Regions from separate parts of the Muntiacus reevesi genome. Here region 2 is linked to region 1. A link is a contact called in public Hi-C data. All regions are on one chromosome and are shown on one strand. Each heading gives the region's core, a stretch centred on a gene start, on an enhancer-like site or on the middle of the called end of the contact. The rest is flanking DNA. Distances are from core to core; before and after follow the strand shown.

What was found. Hi-C and Micro-C count contacts between places; a contact is called where the count stands out from the background.
Region 2: a contact with region 1 is called in a Hi-C map of muscle, with 2.8 times the contacts expected there. The contact joins the promoter of APBA3 here to the promoter of DAPK3 in region 1. A contact is called at or near these places in 2 of 3 Hi-C or Micro-C datasets (blood and muscle).

What each region holds. Positions count from the first base shown.
Region 1 is chr1:198,813,103-198,815,802 of mMunRee1.1, forward strand. DAPK3 (death associated protein kinase 3) reads left to right here and starts at 1,256. Exons shown (of 10, transcript XR_010660873.1): 1 at 1,256-1,368; 2 at 2,375-2,529.
Region 2 is chr1:198,983,581-198,986,280 of mMunRee1.1, forward strand. It overlaps APBA3 (amyloid beta precursor protein binding family A member 3), which reads left to right and starts at 1,307. Exons shown (of 11, transcript XM_065918043.1): 1 at 1,307-1,434; 2 at 2,398-2,700. The coding sequence starts at 2,425.

The DNA of each region.
Region 1 (2,700 bases), core at 6-2,505:
TGAGACTCAAAAAGCACAGAGGACCTAAGGAGACAAATGTGACATGATACTGGGACAAGAAAAGATGGGAGAGTCTAGTAGGGAGTGGTTAATGTGTCACTGTTGGTTCTTTAGTGGGGACAAATGTACCAGATTAATGAGAAAATAATAGGGAAAAGTGAATGAATGTGAGAGAAAGTGCTGCTTTAGCTGTGAAGTGTGCTTTAGGTTTAGTGGAGGAAGGTGGTCCCCAGGCAGGAAGAAGAGTTTTAGTGTCAGCGCTTAAGCGAGGATGAGGTGTGAGGCGAAGAAGGGAAGTCGTGGTGAAGTGAAGTGGAATTGCATGAGGTTGGGACTATCACGACCAGAGGATGGCCTGTGTCAGACGGTATCTGAAGTGGTTCAGCGTGGGCTTTGGGTTCAGGCCTCTCTGGGAAGGAATATCAGTTAATGCCTTTACTGGCTGTGTGACTCTGGGTGGGTTACTTTAATCTCTCTGGGTCTGTTTCCCTAAGTATAGAACTAGTAAAATATTTTACTTCACGTTGTTGATTGGTATGCAGTAAGGCTCAATCAATGCCAGTTCTTATGTATCTTAAGCCTAAAAGGAGTCAAAACAATCCTCAAGCATTTAATGGCAACACCTATCCTAGTTTGAATCTTTATGTATTTGCAATATGGCTAACAGCTTCCCAGGTAGCGCTGGTGGTAAAGAACCCACCTGCCAATGGAAGGTGACTTGAGGTTTGATCCTTGGGTCGGGAAGGTCCCCCAGAGAAGAAAATGGCAACCCACTCCAGTATTCTTGCCTGGAGTATCCCATGGACAGTGGGGACTGGCGAGCTATGCAGAATCGAACACAACTGAAGCAACTTAGCACCCCTAACATTTTACAAAGGAGAAAACTTCCTGTGACTGAAGCAGCCCCAGGGTCCGGCTCAGGAGCTGTCATGAGAGAACTTGGGCATAGGATTCACGTATTTCATGCCCAAGGAAGGCAGGAATGGGGATGCAGGACTTCAGCATCCTACTTCCCAGCTTCAGGACCCCGGTCAGAGGAGAAGGGGCGGGGCGGTTCAGGGACCGGAAGTCGGGAGGCCGACTTCCGTAAATTTGACCGACGTTCTTTGCAGCCAATCAGCTGTGAGCCTGTACCAAACGTGAGGCCTCATTTTGGTGAGGAGGGCCGGAAGCCCGTGTGCGGGGGCCTGAAAGGAGGCGGTGGGCGGGAATTCACGAGCGGTGTGTGTGCTAACCAATGGGCAGTGGGATCCACCTCTCGGGGGCGGGCTCTGGCGGGCGCGGTGACGATGCAAAGGTCTGCGCGTCGCGGCGGCCGAGGCGGCGGGGCCTGCGGACGGGGTGCTCGCCAACGCGGCTGAGGGACAGGTCCGCGGTGCGGGGCCGAGGGTGCGGAGCGAACTTGGTCCGAGGATGCCGGGGGAGGAGATCCTGGGGGACGTAGTAGGGGGGACATTTGGGGACTCGTGGGATGACTGGACGGGAGAAGGATCTGGGCCGGGGCCTGTGAGGGGCGTGGCGGCCTCTGGGACGCTGGAGCCGGGAAGTTAGGGGTTGGGGGAATCTTGGGGGCGTCTCTGAAGGAAGTCGTAGGGGTCTGCCTCGGAGCTTGTGAGAAGGTTGGGGGCGAAGGATGGAGGAGATTCAGATGTGGCCCTTTGCGGGGTTCCGTTGAGGGTGTGGAGCTTGGGGCGGGGGCCTTTGAAACTTGAAAGAGGTGTCTTCGAGGAAGGGGGAGGAGGAAGTTAACTTTGCTAGCACGGCGGAGGGCAGAGGGCGCAAGAATGGGTTAGGAGCTTGGAAGCCATTGTCCAGTTCCTGGGAAATTCAGGAAGGCGGGGGTAAGAGATGGGGTAAGCCCAGCGCCAGAGAGGGTCTTAGAGACCAGCCGAGGAGGGGAGGGCTTGTGGGGGCAGTGGGTAAGAGGAGGAGGGGTTAAGCTTGCTGAGGTACAGGGAGATGGGAGTGTGTTGGAAGTCTAGCAGACAATCAGGGTGTCCCAGGGTTTGGGGTGTGAAGAGCGTGGGAGAACTTATAGGAATTTGGGGTCTATGGATGAGATTGGGAGGAGCCTAGAAGGAAGAGGCAGAAAAAGACTGGGGTGTTGTGTGCAGAACCGCAGATCTATGGCTCCTGGGAGTTACGGGGGTGTAAGTGGCACAAGCTGGGCTAACACTGAACCTTGGGGCAGTGTGGTATCTAAATGAGATGACACATGAAAGTGCCCCACCCACCAAATGCAAGTGCCTTCCACCGGGAAGGTGGAATTTCAGCATGGTGGATCTGAAACCTATTTGGGGGATGCTGATCGATCCTTTGACCCAGAGGTAATGACTGGCATCTCAGTCCTTTGCTATTTCTCTGTCTCCTCCAGAGTCACGGCGAGAGGACTCCGTGAGGTACTATTCCCTGACCACTGACCAGGTTTGTACTGGAGTGGAAGACGCTGGAAGGCAAACCGACCACCATGTCAACATTCAGGCAGGAGGATGTGGAAGATCACTATGAGATGGGAGAGGAGCTGGGAAGGTGAGTAGTCACCTCTGATGGGGCCCCGAGGAGGGGGAGACCCGATCCACTGTGGGGTCTTCTGGGGTATGTCCTCTCCTCCTGCTCTCCCTAAGCAGGGATTAGTCAGGATGCGCTGTGGGATGAGTTTGTGCTTTGGAGGCAGCCAGTCTGGGCCTGGAATTCTTGTTC
Region 2 (2,700 bases), core at 57-2,556, 170 kb after region 1:
AGGTCCAACTCTGCGACCCCAGGGACTGTAGTCCACCAGGCTCCTCTGTCTGGGAGTGGAAAAAAATGGGATTTTTTTCCAAGCACGAATACCGGAGTATTTCCTTCTCTAGGGCACCTTCCTGAACCCAGGGATCAAATCTGGGTCTCTTGCATTGGCAAGTGGATTCTCTACTACTAGCGCCACCTGAGAAGCCTTGGATATGGGATTATGTATCCGTTAAATTTATAGCAGGTCTGTTTCAGGTCTCTCGCTCCCAATTTTGTGGACCACAGATTACACATGGCGTTTAAAAACTAAAAGGCTCGGGGATCGGGGGGTAGAAAACTTGTTAGCATTACATTAAAAAGTCCTACCACCCTATAAGTTATACCCATGTAGCCAATGGCCCTCAAACTTTCGAAAGTCATCACATGCAACAGGTGATAAATAAGGGTTTGGCTATCCTAAGCCAATTAATTTTCCACAAAGCAAGTCTACACAAAAGAAAAAGAAGTACGTTTAAATCAACTTTTCAAAGTGAAATATTTCTCCAGGTTCTGGCACTGGATTCTTCTCAGTAGCTAAATTACCGAAAACCTAGAAGTAATAAAAGCTAACACTTACTAGACTCGATATTTTCCAGCCCTACTGCTAAATCTGCACCCAGCTCGATTTCGTTTAATTAGGAGGTAGGTGTGGGCTTCCCTGGTGGCTCAGCCTGTAAAGAACCGGCCTGCCAACCCAGGAGATGCGGGTTCGTCAAGAAGATCCCTAGAGAAGGAAATGGCAACCCATTCCAGTATTCTCGCCTGGGAAATCCCATGGACAGAGGAGCCTGGCCAGCTACAGTCCATAGGGTCGCAGTCAAACACAACTCAGCAATTGAGCACGCACGCATGCACTATTATCCCCAGTTTACAACTGAGGAAGCCGGAAGCTCAGGGAAATAAAGTTAAGCATAACCGAGCCATTTCGCCAAGCCGAAAGCCTGTGTGCAATCTGTTCCCCGTGCCGCTTCTGGCACCCCTGCAGTCAGAAAGTCTATCTCTCATGAGCCTTTAGTATTTTTCCAGTCCCATTTCTTCCCATCTGCTATCCCTTAGAATAATGACCAAAGAGGTAGCAGTCAAGCAGTGATTTTTAACCGCACTTTGCAGTTAAGGAAATAGGCTCAGAAGCCAGTCGGAGCTTTCACGCCGAGTAAATGAAGGCTCGGAATTCGAACTCGTTGTCCACATACCCGGAGCCCCTGAGCGGGCGAGGTTGTCTGCAAGAACTACATTTCCCAGCAAGCCCAGCGGGAATGCGCATGCCCAGTGATCCAGGAACCCTGCGCGGATCTGGAAGCGGCGGCGGAATTGGCAGAAATTGGCAGGCGGTGGTCACTGGAAGCACCGTACCAGCTCAGCTGCGGGGTCTCGGCGGCCCGCGGGTTGAGACCACCTCGGTTTGGTAAGTGAGTGTCCCGGCGGGGCATAGAGAGGTCTGGAGCCAGCATCTGAGGTCACGGGTCTGAAGTCTTGAATCTGGGGTCCTCGAGAGGACTCGGGTCTTAACTTTCAGCTTTAGGCTCAAGTTTATGTCTTCGGCTGGGTCTGAGGTCCAGGTCTGAGTCTGGGATTGATCTTGAATGTGGCGTTGGAGGTTTTGAGGTGAGTCTGCTTTCTGGCATCTTGGAACTCTAGTATTTAGTCTGAAGTTCTGGATCCGAAGGCTTGGACTGAGGTCTTGATCCCTGGGTATCGGGGACCTACACCTGTCGGGTCTGTGTAGTCAAAGTGTGTCTCCAGCCTGGGTCGCACATCCCGGGGAAGGAACACTTGGAAGAATCAGGGCTGGGGTGTACGGGGTTCACGGGTGGGAGGGGAAGGTCTGGGAAGAGGAGCACAGGAGAATCCCCTGGGGTTTGGAGCCCAGGAAGCCACTGCCTTACAACTGCTGATTCTACACCTCGACTTCCTCCCCTGTAAAATGAGGGTCATGGCAGAATCTTCCTTGCAGGGTATGGTGAGGATTAAATTATGTGTTCTTTATGAACATTTACCAGACTAGATCCTGGTACCAAGTTGGCAGTTGGAAAATCTCATCTGTTTTTTTGGTTGTGCTGTGGGTCTTCATTACTGCATGGACTTTTCTCTAGTGGTGTAGAGTAGGGGCTGCTCTTGAGCTGAGGTGCATGGGCTTCTCATTGTGGTGGCTTGGGCTCTACAACGCAGGGGCCCCAGTAGTTGTGGCTCCCGGGCTGTAGAGCACAGACTCAATAGTTGTGGTCCACTGGGCTCAATTACTCCATGGCATGTGGGATCTTCCCAGATCAGGGATCGAAACCCATGTCTCCTGCGTTGACAGGCTGATTCTTTACCACTGAGCCACTAGGGAAGCCCAGAAAATCTAATTTTTGAATCTCCCTTTCAGATGCTGGCTTGAGCCCAGGGTCCAGGCATGGAATTCCTGACAGCCTCCCAACCCCCTCCAGGACCTCCAGCCATGGACTTGGAAGAGCCCAGGGACACACTTTTGCCCTCTCAGGACCTCACCCGTGATTGCCAGTGGGACCCCACACCAGGAGGTTCTGGCAGCCTGAGTCAGATGGAACTTGATGGGCTAAATATTCAGGACCTGGTGCAACAGTTTGAAGCTCTGCCAGGTGACCTCGTGGGCCTGTCCCCAGATGGATCCCCGTGCCCCCTGCACATTGCCACTGGCCATGGCCTGGCC